Linked DNA regions of Drosophila melanogaster: region 2 is linked to region 1. The links are chromatin contacts, called in public HiChIP or PLAC-seq maps. All regions are on one chromosome and are shown on one strand. The core of a region is the stretch at or near the end of the contact, and the rest is flanking DNA. Distances in the headings are between cores, read along the strand shown.

Evidence for each region. HiChIP or PLAC-seq counts read pairs in DNA pulled down with a chosen protein or histone mark.
Region 2: a CP190 HiChIP or PLAC-seq map of the Kc167 cell line shows a contact between it and region 1, with 9 times the contacts expected there. The contact joins the promoter of Argl here to the promoter of raw in region 1. A contact is called at or near these places in 2 of 107 Hi-C or Micro-C datasets (the Kc167 cell line and the S2 cell line) and 2 of 6 datasets of contacts at active chromatin or transcription factors (both in the Kc167 cell line).

The regions. Positions count from the first base shown.
Region 1 is chr2L:8,738,538-8,744,395 of dm6, reverse strand. raw (raw,) reads left to right here and starts at 3,736. Exons shown (of 9, transcript NM_080050.3): 1 at 3,736-4,011. The coding sequence starts at 3,983.
Region 2 is chr2L:8,939,232-8,945,089 of dm6, reverse strand. It overlaps Argl (Argininosuccinate lyase), which reads left to right and starts at 2,985. Exons shown (of 3, transcript NM_135413.3): 1 at 2,985-4,092; 2 at 4,435-4,835; 3 at 4,893-5,305. The coding sequence starts at 3,366. The coding sequence ends at 5,174. CG9515 reads left to right here and starts at 1,833. Exons shown (of 4, transcript NM_001298840.1): 1 at 1,833-1,961; 2 at 2,019-2,263; 3 at 2,435-2,581; 4 at 2,638-3,145. The coding sequence starts at 1,872. The coding sequence ends at 2,785. It overlaps Tsp29Fb (Tetraspanin 29Fb), which reads right to left. Exons shown (of 5, transcript NM_164838.2): 5 at 5,347-5,858. The coding sequence ends at 5,489. It overlaps C1GalTA (Core 1 Galactosyltransferase A), which reads left to right. Exons shown (of 4, transcript NM_164840.2): 3 at 1-857; 4 at 923-1,635. The coding sequence ends at 1,156.

The DNA.
Region 1 (5,858 bases), core at 2,487-4,986:
AAAGTTGAAACTCTCTGGAGGTTTTCAATGCCCTTTCATTTGAGTTCAAACTATTACAAAATCAAGTTGATTACTTTTTGAAATGGAAAGTTATGTTAGGGTCCATAATTTGATAAAATTTTAAGAGTTATCTTAAATGCAATTATTTATGTATGCTTTGTAAGAAAATTCGAGTTTCAAATACTCACCTAAAATTGTAAAAGAAAAAGTAAGTGCATTCTTATATATATTGTCATTTTTCAGGAAGTTTCAATATTTCAAAGAGAAAGTATTTTATTTTATTAAGAAGTGTTTCCATCTTCGGTGCGACCCAGTTGGGCCACCATTCTTATATATTTTTGTGTCTTGTGTTGTGTCTGCTTGTCGTCTACAATTTCCACATGTGGCTTTTCCTTGAAAGGCTTTTCGCTCGGGAAAACTTTTCGCTGCAGCTGGAGGGCACCAATAAACGTCAGACGCGTGTCAGGGCGCGTCCTTTGTACACTGACACCTCCACGGCTGATTTGATCCAAAGTTTGGAGAACTTCCAAAGCGACGGGGCTCCAGGTGAACAGGTGAACAGGATGTACTTGGCCACTGTGTGGCTGTCGCCTTCGATTGGACAAATCGGTTAAGTTAGCCGTGGGAAATGCTGCGTTTCAAGTGGCCAAGTGGAAAGGAGTCACAATTGGTAAGAAAGAAATGGAAAGATATTAACATTGGCTACTCAATAAAACTCCGTTTATGCAATTAAGCAAGTTAATACAATAATTTTAAAAGATACAATCTCATTGCATGCGAAATCTAGTAATTATATTGATTATTCAACCATGTCACCGCCACACTTTGCAGATTAAGGCGTTTCCAACTGCTTGTAGCTACACAACATAAATACTATTTAATCAGCACACACACGCGTGCAGAATTAAGAAAAAAAAACGAAATCTTTTTGGCTAATACAATTAAACTGATAACTTAACTAAATCAAACAAGTCGCTCGACCAAAAACACCCACTGAAAAGTGTCGACCCTTTTTTTTCCCGCTGCCTTGTGGTTGTGGCGCGACTTAATTCCAAGTCCCCTGTTTTCCTCGAACTCGGCGAAGAGCTGTGAATCTAGAACTGAAAACTTATGTCAGTGGCACGCGTCTGCGGCACGTGACCCCGACATGAAAATCACTCTCAAGATCGCTGAGGATGGCAAATGGATAGGGCTGATGGTGACGAAGGAACTGGGCACTGAGTTCTGGGTGGTATTGTCCAAGTGATGGAGGTGATGAATGCCTGTGTGCAGATGCTTTTAAATTTAAATCGAATCAAATTGATTTGCGCACAGTTCCAGTTTCACTTTTTTACCCACGACCGCCTTACACTCGAAGAAGTCTTTAACTTAGAATCAAAGAGCAGGTGAAAAAAAAATTATTTAAAAAATATATATGTATATATTTTTTTTATATAAGCAACAATGTTAAATAATGTATTGTAGATATTGTAATAAAATATTATTTTTCGTATCAATTTGTAAAGTTTTCTATTTAAGATTTCGAGTTTTTCCTAGTAATATGTGGTATTAATCTTGGATATTGACAGGCACAATATATTCTGATAAAAATACTTTTTAAAACATAATTTTTTGAAGTGTAGTATCAATTGATATCGCCCTTTTTTGGAAAAGAAGAGTGCACCGTGCTCTGACCACGTCCCAGCTCCATTGTTTAGCCATTTGACAAGTGTTTTGACAATATTTATTTGAGTTGCTACAAGCCACGGCAACGGCCACGCCCACAGTCCCGCCCCCTGCGGCATACCACCCCCGCCTCCCTCTTCGCACACTAGAACCACTGCCGCTGGGTAATTTGATTTCCTCGACGCTGCCATCATCTGCATCCTTGACGTCGGACACGTTTCTGCCTAATGGAGTTGCTCGAGTGGCGTGAATTTCAATTAAATTAAATCAAAATGTTGCATTTTTTATTAAGCCCATTAGCGGCACACACGGAAAACCCGCCCCCTCAGAGGACCGCCCGCTGGCCCCTAGTTGGTTAAATTAAGTTAAGATACCACCTCGTCAGTGCGAAAAGAACTTGTATCTTAATGTGCATAATGAAGTGCCAGACTTGACTTGCCATCCAGGAACACCTGGATGTGCCAATATAAATCCGGTGACTGCACTGATCCTACTGCTGCGAGGAAAAGCTATCGGGAAAATCCCAGTTTAGATGAAAATGGGGCCATTCAATAACTGAATTGCTATTTTTGCTAGCAAAATGATTTTAAGGGATTTACTTATTCAATTCATAATTATTTATAAATAGCGAATTCTTAATTTATAGTTTTATATATACACACCTTTTAAATGATTTATGTAAGTTTCTTATTAATAGATATTTATTTACAAGAAAATGTTAAGGAAAAGGCTGCTGTTTTTCCGACTGTTTCTGCGAAAAGCCAAATATCAGTGCACAAGAAGAGTTGGTGGGCGAAGAAAAGTGGAAGTGGAGTTTCCTATTGTTGCACATGCATTAAGAGTAATGCTGCAGTGCTCGGAAAATGCTGGAAAGAGGGTGAAAATGCTACTTTGAGTGGCAATAAACAATGCATAATGAGTTGAGAGTCGCGTTATTATTGTTGCAGCCCGTGGCTGAGACTGTTCATTACTCAAACAGGTAATTTAAATTAAGCCAAAACAATACGCCAAGGTGGCATTTAAAGTAGGTGCAAAACGCATTTCGCCATTAGGAAATTGCCAATTAAGAAGCAAACACTTCTGGGTCCATTCATTACTGCAACACTTGCAGGCAAATCATTTAATTGTCTTTTAAAAATATACTTAAATCAGCAGAGGCGGCAAAGTATTACAAGTCTTCATGCACTTTCTCAGATATGACTAGCCACAAGCACTTAATTCTTGATATCACTTGGAAGTGGCACTTCCAAATCAAAATTATATACATTTAGTAAATAAGAACTATTCGAAAAGACATTTTTCATTTAAAAAGGGAACATTAAGATTTTACTAATTTTTCTATTATCTTAAAGAAAAAATTTTCTAATTTCCACATTCCGTATTTTGTTAATACAACATTTCATTAATAATAATGCAGATATACCCACGATGTCAGGATTTTAAAATAATCTTGAATAATTTGCAAAAGTTAGATCAGAGCAAATATAACATAGATTTAAATTTGTGATACTGTTACCTAACAGAATTTTACAATGTTATTGAAATGTTAATTTTAACACAAAAAAGTGCTCTTCTGCTAATTTTTACATGCACCCAAGACAACAACCATCGAATACAACTGAGTATACGTTCGTTAAAATTTTGGTGGCAACGCTTGTATTCCTAATCTATTAAGATGGCAAGGCTCGTTATCTGAAGAATTTACATTGGCAGCATCAAACATCATTAACTTTGAACTGTTATACAATGGTGCCAATGTAACTTTTTCTCGACAAATGAATTTTGTACTTATTTACCCAAGTGTATATGGAAACAATCAGGTACCGAAAATGTGAACTCTTACAATATATTTTACCTCTTTTTCATCTTAAGTTGTTTTTTTATAAAAGATATCAGCACTGCTGCAAAGACAGCATGCTTTAATATATAATATATATTAATTAAATAAGTTTCACAGTTTTTACGTGGTGTTAACCAACTTACAAAATTCACTCACAAATGTTAACATTCTGTACAAGCATTAGTGTTACCAAATACTCGATAGTATTTTCGCCGTTCCACCAGCTGGTCACACCAGAGACGAATTTAGAAATCTAAAGAGAACCCAACAGTTTCCTAATGCAAATACAATAAACTAATTGTTTAAAATGTGACAACAGTGAACCAAATGCTTGCTGAGTAATAAACCAAAGGATGTTTTGTTTTTTTCTAAAACGTGCCAAGTGAATCGGCTCCACGCAAATGAGAGTGCGGTCTGAAAACAATGGAGCTGCCGTAAAGAATTGATTAAACAAAATAGTCGAGAAGAGAGCGCAAAATGCACAAAATGGTTAAATTATTCCTCAGGTAATTTCAGTCCCAACAAAAACAGCATGTGCCAGATTGCTTTCGTGCTCTTATTGCTGTTGTTGTAGTTCTAGACTCTCTCTTTGCGCTTTAATATTATGAATGACGTAAGCGCGCCTCTTTGGTAGCAATACAAAAGCAATAACAACAATTTGGTTTTGTTGCTTTTGTAAACAAGGAAAATAACAGAATGGTTTTGTACCGCTCGCGTGTGTGTGTGCATAGGTGAGTGGGGAGCTCACTCACCTATGCACACACACACACAAACGCAGGTAAAAGTGGCGTCGTTGGATTTTTACTTGGAAAACGTGTTCGAACTATAAAGAGAAATAGTAAGAGAGAGCTGAGCAGTCTAGCGCTCTTTGCAATGTTATTTCTTTTTTTGGTCAATGACCTAAGCTTTTTCGTCCGTTAGTTGAATTCGTTTCTTTCGCCAATTTCCGTGCTTTTGTGTGCGAGTTAAAAAACTTGGTCTATTTTCACAAAAATCATTGTTTACACTTTGTTGATGTGTAGGTAATTTTCCCAGGCTTTCTTAGCCTCATTTTTCAAGAAAAGGAGTAAACACTAAGTTGGAGGCCAAAGTTGTGAATGGTAAAAAAAAAACGTAATTTTTAAAGAAATTTAAAAAAAAAACTGCCAGCAGTAAACAACGTACAAATCAAAAGAGAATAATTGAGAATACTATAATTAATAGTGTTGTATACATGAAATGTTCAAGAACTTTATTTCCCGAACACATAAAGCATGAAATGAGTCTTCATAGTGTTTCCTTATATCTCTGAAAACAAATAGTATATCACTCGATCATCCAATTGCCTTGCTGTTGTGACATCTTGACAGTAATTAAGTTTATGCACTCAATTGTCACAAAGCCGGAAACAAAAGTGCACAAAGATGTAACATGTTGGTACATTTTTTGCAATGACAACAGCACGCAAATTAGTAAACATTACCGGCCAAATAACAATGCACTGTTTGGAAAATAAAGTAAATATTATGAAATAAATATTATTGTTGTTATACAAAACAGAAAGCAATTACGGAGAAGCAGTAACTGCAGCACAGGTATATTTGCATTCGTGATAACTTTTTGGTAAATAAATTATCTAAGCAATAAAAATGTTTTAAACTTGTAGGATTTTATTTTGGCTTATAAACATAAATACACTTAAAAATAAGTTTTAGGTCGCTTGTTTCAGTTTGTTTCAGAATGTTTTAAGAGCACCGTATAAAATTTTCGAAATTTTCCACAATCTTGAACGGTACTTCTGCGTATTAAGATTAATTGTTTGGCCTTTTATCAGTCTATTTCACTGGAATAAATATTTAACTAGTACTCAGATTTTGTAGGGCACTCTATATGCGGTGTACTTTGCTGACCGAAAAAAAGAGAGATACAAATGTTGAGAATGCGAGGGAAAACGCTTTTGTGATCTTCTTGATTTAAAAATTTTAACGCCAGTGCTGACCGAGCAATTAAAATGTAAACAGGCGGGAAATGAATAAGCGTGCCAGGGAAAAATAAAATGAAATCCCAAAATATTTACAATCATGCAGCAGCAGTTGCACATAAAAACCCAGGAAGAGAAGAACGGAATCTTAACGTGTATGCTTTCGAAAATATACTTGTACCTTAAAATGGCAAATTGGCAATAAGAAACCGACGCGACATTAATATGGCTAGGTAAATACAAAGGCATCATTACCGAAGGTCGTTTTTGTTTGCGTGCGATAAACTTTTTTTCTTTCGACTTTATAGCAAATATTCACGCATACAAACAAACCCGAATGCTTCCCTGTGTTTGCGATTGGTATTATCTGTGTAGGCCTTTGTTATCCAACCA
Region 2 (5,858 bases), core at 1,736-4,235, 200 kb before region 1:
TTGTGGGCCTGATCGTGGGCTTCTGCCTGGCGGAGCTGTTCGTCTACTCCACGCCGGAGCGAAGTGAATTCATGCCATACGATGGCCATCGGCACGGCGACGTGAACGATGCACATCACAGCCACGACATGATGGAGATGTCCGGACCGGAACAGGACGTGGGTGGACACGAGCACGTGCACGAGAACTCGACCATTGCGGAGCGACTGTACAGCGAGGTGCGTGTGCTCTGCTGGATCATGACCAATCCGAGCAACCATCAGAAGAAGGCGCGCCACGTGAAGCGCACCTGGGGCAAGCGTTGCAACAAGCTGATCTTTATGAGCTCCGCCAAGGACGACGAGCTGGACGCAGTGGCTCTGCCCGTAGGCGAGGGTCGCAACAACCTATGGGGCAAGACGAAGGAGGCCTACAAATACATCTACGAGCATCACATCAACGACGCCGACTGGTTCCTGAAGGCTGACGATGACACATACACGATAGTGGAGAACATGCGATACATGCTGTATCCGTACAGTCCGGAAACTCCAGTCTACTTCGGCTGCAAGTTCAAGCCGTACGTGAAACAAGGCTACATGTCCGGCGGTGCCGGCTACGTTCTCAGCCGGGAGGCTGTGCGTCGCTTTGTGGTCGAAGCCCTGCCCAATCCGAAGCTGTGCAAGTCGGATAACTCGGGTGCTGAGGACGTGGAGATTGGCAAATGTCTGCAGAATGTAAACGTGCTCGCTGGGGACTCGCGAGACTCAAACGGTCGGGGTCGCTTCTTTCCATTTGTGCCCGAGCACCATCTGATTCCATCGCACACGGACAAGAAGTTCTGGTACTGGCAGTATATCTTCTACAAGACGGATGAGGTAAGAACAGAATTATTTAAGAAATGTCTTATAACATCCGTTAAAACTAATATTAACTCTTTCAGGGACTTGACTGCTGCTCGGACAACGCCATATCGTTCCACTACGTCTCCCCCAATCAAATGTATGTGCTGGATTATCTGATCTACCATCTGAGACCGTACGGGATCATAAACACACCCGATGCGTTGCCGAATAAGCTAGCCGTGGGCGAACTGATGCCGGAGATCAAGGAGCAGGCGACGGAAAGCACAAGTGATGGGGTCTCCAAGAGATCCGCCGAGACAAAGACGCAATAATAGAGACACACGGGTAGACACCTAATGTACATATAGCTTTTGTATATATCAATAGATAATTGTGTAATCCAACACGATGAATCGCTACAAGCTATCCTAGCAATGCCATTACCACTTCCATAAAACAACTTTATGTCCTCGGTCCATTTCTTCACATCCCGAAAAGGTTTCGTTTGGGCTCCACTGCGGAGCTCTTCCCTTTTGTACAAATACCAAAACTAGTTATAATTTAGTTATGTTACTGTAGTATGTAATTAAGTCTAGGTTGTACAATTATAAAGTCATCACTAATAGGGCGCATTTACTATTGAATTCTGGTTTTCCGTCACTAAGTTGGCCATTACGTGTTTATGAGTCGCCTAAGTAAATCCTATACATATGTAGTTGTATATTTAATCTCTTTTGTGATTGAGATTATTGCGTATTATAGATCTTAATCTTCTACATGTATTGAATAAAATGAAAATTAATTACAATGTATTTTTAATGTCTGAATAAATTTTAACGCAAGCAAGTTTCTTATTGTAACCAGCAAAATTTGAAATTTGAAGTACACTGCAACTTAGAGCCATCGATTCATTTGCGCCGTCAAGATAATAATATCGGTGCATGTCTCAGCTATTTGGTGTGTTATCGTCTATCGGCTTATCGTTAGTTATCGTTTCACCTCCCATCTCTATAACACATGTTTTGTTTGTAAATAAAATAAGTAATAATGTTGGCGCCAATTAAGCACTTATTAGGGAATTATCGCATAGTCTTAGCCAGCGGCTCTCCACGGCGACAGGAACTGGTCAAGATGTTGGTAGGTTACATCAGATCTCGAAATCCATCCAAGACATAACCGATTACCTTTTTTAAGGGACTAAATGCCGAATTGTGTCCTTCGACTTTTGAGGAGAATTTAAACTTGGAGGACTTTAAGGAGTTCTCGGATTATATTGAAGCCACTGCTCTGGGAAAAGCCGAGGAGGTCTACTCGAGATTGAGGTCCACGGGGGACTCTAAAAATCTAATTGTCATAGCCGCAGATACGATGGTCACCTTGGGAAAGGAGATCTATGGAAAACCCAAGGATCCTGCGGATGCTATACGCATGCTAACCAAGTAATGGCCTTTCCATTTACATTATTATATATCCTAGGTCAGAACTATTAACATTAATGATTCCTTGGATATATACATACTGACAGAGGAATTGTTATACAATAGTTTTTTGTAATCAGGTAGTTGGAGGAATAAGTTCTTGCTATATTTCTATTTTTAATTTTCTTGTAGTCTCTCTGGAACCTCCAATCGCGTTTTTACCGGCGTTGTCCTGAAACATGCCAACGGTATTCGAAAATTTACGGACACAGCGGACGTATACTTTGGCGATCTGCTGCCAGAACAAATTCAGAGCTATGTGGACTCTGGAGATCCCCTGTAAGCAGCTAATATGGAAGATATAATGACCATTAGTTTTGACTTTAAAATTGCAGAGATAAAGCTGGTGCTTATGGCGTTCAAGGACCTGCAGGCGCGCTCATCCACCGAATCGATGGGGACTTTTACTGTGTCATGGGTCTGCCCCTGCATCGACTGTGCTGTGAACTAAATAAGCTTTTCCTAGAGGATCTATCCTCGTAAGAGCTGGTGTCATCGTCGCCGTCATCATCACAGCGGAACTATCCGAGGTTTATGCGGCAACAAGCGTCAGAGGCTACACACACTCCAGCGATTTTAATCTTGGTTGATAAGCGGCTATATGACTCCGACGTTGAGGGCCTGTTTGCTCATTTTTAGCCCAAGTCAATTAAAAATAAAAAATCATATAACAGCGAGCAGAATTGTAGTACATTCTGTACGAGAGAACAGGGAACAGTGGTCATATTGCTTTGAAATTTTTCGAAAAATTTAAACTCCGTATTGACCTAGATTTTATAGCTTTGTATTAGTTGACAAATAGTACATAATCCATATTTATTTGAATTGAAGCAATCTGTAAATAACTGGTTATTTTTTAACTTTACTTTCACTTTTTACCTAAAGTATTTACAACATTTTCATTGAAACTACTGTTCCCACTGAGAGAATCTCACTTTTGGCGTGCCCCAATCATTTAAAAATGAGCAACTTTTGTTTTAAAGATAACATGGTTGTACGACACAGTGAAGTATCTGCGAGCAGCCCCAGTAGTCAAACAACTGTTACGCCAATCGGATCCATCATGACCCAGATCCCCGAGAGCTGTTATAAGATGTGGGGTGGTAGGTTCACCGAGGGGCCGCATGAGGCTCTCCATTCGCTGAATAACAGCCTGCCCTACGATTCTCGCCTCTATGCGGATGATTTGGACGCCAGCAAGGCGTATGCAGAGGCACTCCATCGAGCTGGTCTCATCAACTCAGCCGAGGCGGATAAGTTGGTAAAGAATCTGGAGCTGTTGCGATTCGATTGGATCGAGGGAACTGTGAAGATTCTACCCGGTGACGAGGATGTGCACACGGTGAACGAGCGATTGCTGGTGGAGATTACCGGCGAACTGGGCCAGCGGCTTCACACGGGCAGAAGCAGAAATGACCAGGTGGTCACGGACATGAAGCTATGGCTTCGCAAGGCCATTCGTGAGACCTTGGGCCGGCTGAGTGGCATCATTGAAACTGCCACCAGGCAGGCGGAACTCCACCTGGGCGTCCTCATGCCAGGATACACGCATCTGCAGCGGGCCCAGACCGTTCAGTTCTCCCACTGGCTGCTCTCGCACGCGTTTGCATTAAGGGAAGATGGCCAGCGGCTGTTGGAGCTAAGGGATCGGGCGAATGTCCTGCCCCTTGGAAGTGGCGCTCTGGCGGGAAATCCCCTTGGCATCGATCGTTTGTGGCTGGCCGAGAGGCTGGGATTCTCGGGTGTCACAGCCAACAGCATGCACGCCGTGGGAGATCGAGATTTTGTAGGTGAGTCGCCTGGTGGGAGAAACGCCCACTTAAGTCATTTCAAAGTCGTTGATAATGGATTTTGCTTCCATTGATTTCTTATCAGCGTACCGCTCCATTTTTGATTATTCAGGGGAGACACTGATAAGTGGGGCTCTTTTAATTGCCCAGATTAAACAATAGAAGGAAAGTTGATTACACATTTTGGTTTTTGGTTTTTTTCCTACAAAACAGAATATTGTTTTATGAAAACATTTTTTTTTTTTAAATAATTAAATTGCCTTGCAATGGAACTTGTACCTTTTATACATATGCTTTGATATATATTCTTTAATTAGAATTTGGTCCTTATCAACCTTCTAGTTGACTTCATCTACTGCTGCTCTATGGTGAGCCTGCATCTGTCCCGATTGGCGGAGGATTTGATCATCTACAGTACCAAGGAGTTCGACTTCATCAAACTGGCCGATGGCTTTTCCAGTGGCAGCAGCCTGATGCCTCAGAAAAGGAATCCGGACAGCTTGGAGCTGATTCGCGGCATGGCCGGTGTGATCACCGCCAATCTGACGGGCATAATGATGACCATTAAGGGCACTCCGTCCACCTACAACAAGGACTTGCAGTACGACAAGCAATTCTGCTTCCAGTCCTTCGACAAGCTGTCCCAAGTGCTCGAGGTTACCGATGGTGTCCTACAGACGATTCAGGTCAAGCAGGAATCAATGGAGGCGGCACTTAGCACAGACATGCTGGCCACTGACTGGGTAAGTTACACCTAAGAGCTATAATTAATTAAAATACATTACATTCCCTTCTTACAGGCCTACTATCTGGTGAAGAAGGGGGTTCCATTCCGCCAGGCGCATCACATTATCGGTCGCGTGGTCTCGGAGGCCGAAAAGCGCGGTGTGGACATCACTGATTTGCCGCTGGGAGATCTCCAGAAATTCAGTCCTTTATTTGGATCGGATATCGTTGCAGTGGCGGACTACTCCAACAATGTCCAGCAATATAATGCGATTGGTGGAACCGCCAGTAGCAGCATCGTGGAACAACTGCGTTTGCTCAAGAAGTGCGCAAGGGATTTGGCCAAACAGTCGTAGGTTCCTATGACTATTTCTGTGGTAATTCTTGGCTATATTGAATCGCATTGTTTTACTTATCAAAAATATATGTTATATGTTAGTAAAGAAGACCATACTTCTGACTGAAATCAATATAACTTCTGCAACGGAATAATATATTGTAGTATCCTTTATAAAATACTTCTACCATACCTTTTAGCAGGTAGTCTAACACCACTGCGTTTATTTCGTTTTAATATATTTTAAGTTAACAAATTAAAAAGTTACATATACAAGGGGATCTTTTAAGGAATGCTATACTGTATAAATATGGCTTCGATCGATGTCGCCGCTTAGTTAACGCTGGGGCTCTGGGGCGTGTAGGTGTAGGGTTCGTGGGAGCCCTGCTCTCCGTTATCCAACTGCTGATAGCCGGTGACAGCGGAATTCTGGGGCGGTGCCATCTTTCCGCCGGAGATGAGGACGCCGAGGCTCTGCTGCAGCTGCCAGCGGCGTGCCTCGCGGATGGACTTGTTGCGGCGCAGCGTCTTGGCCAGCATAAAGGCGCAGAGCACGCCGAGAAGCTGGACAAAGGCCACAGTGGTGGCTCCGGTGGCAATCAGCATGGCGCTCTGCGACACAATGAAGTTCATCTTGCGGAAGCAGCCGTAGTCGTAGGTCTCCATACAGGTCATCTGGGTGGAGTCGTTCAGACTTGTTGGT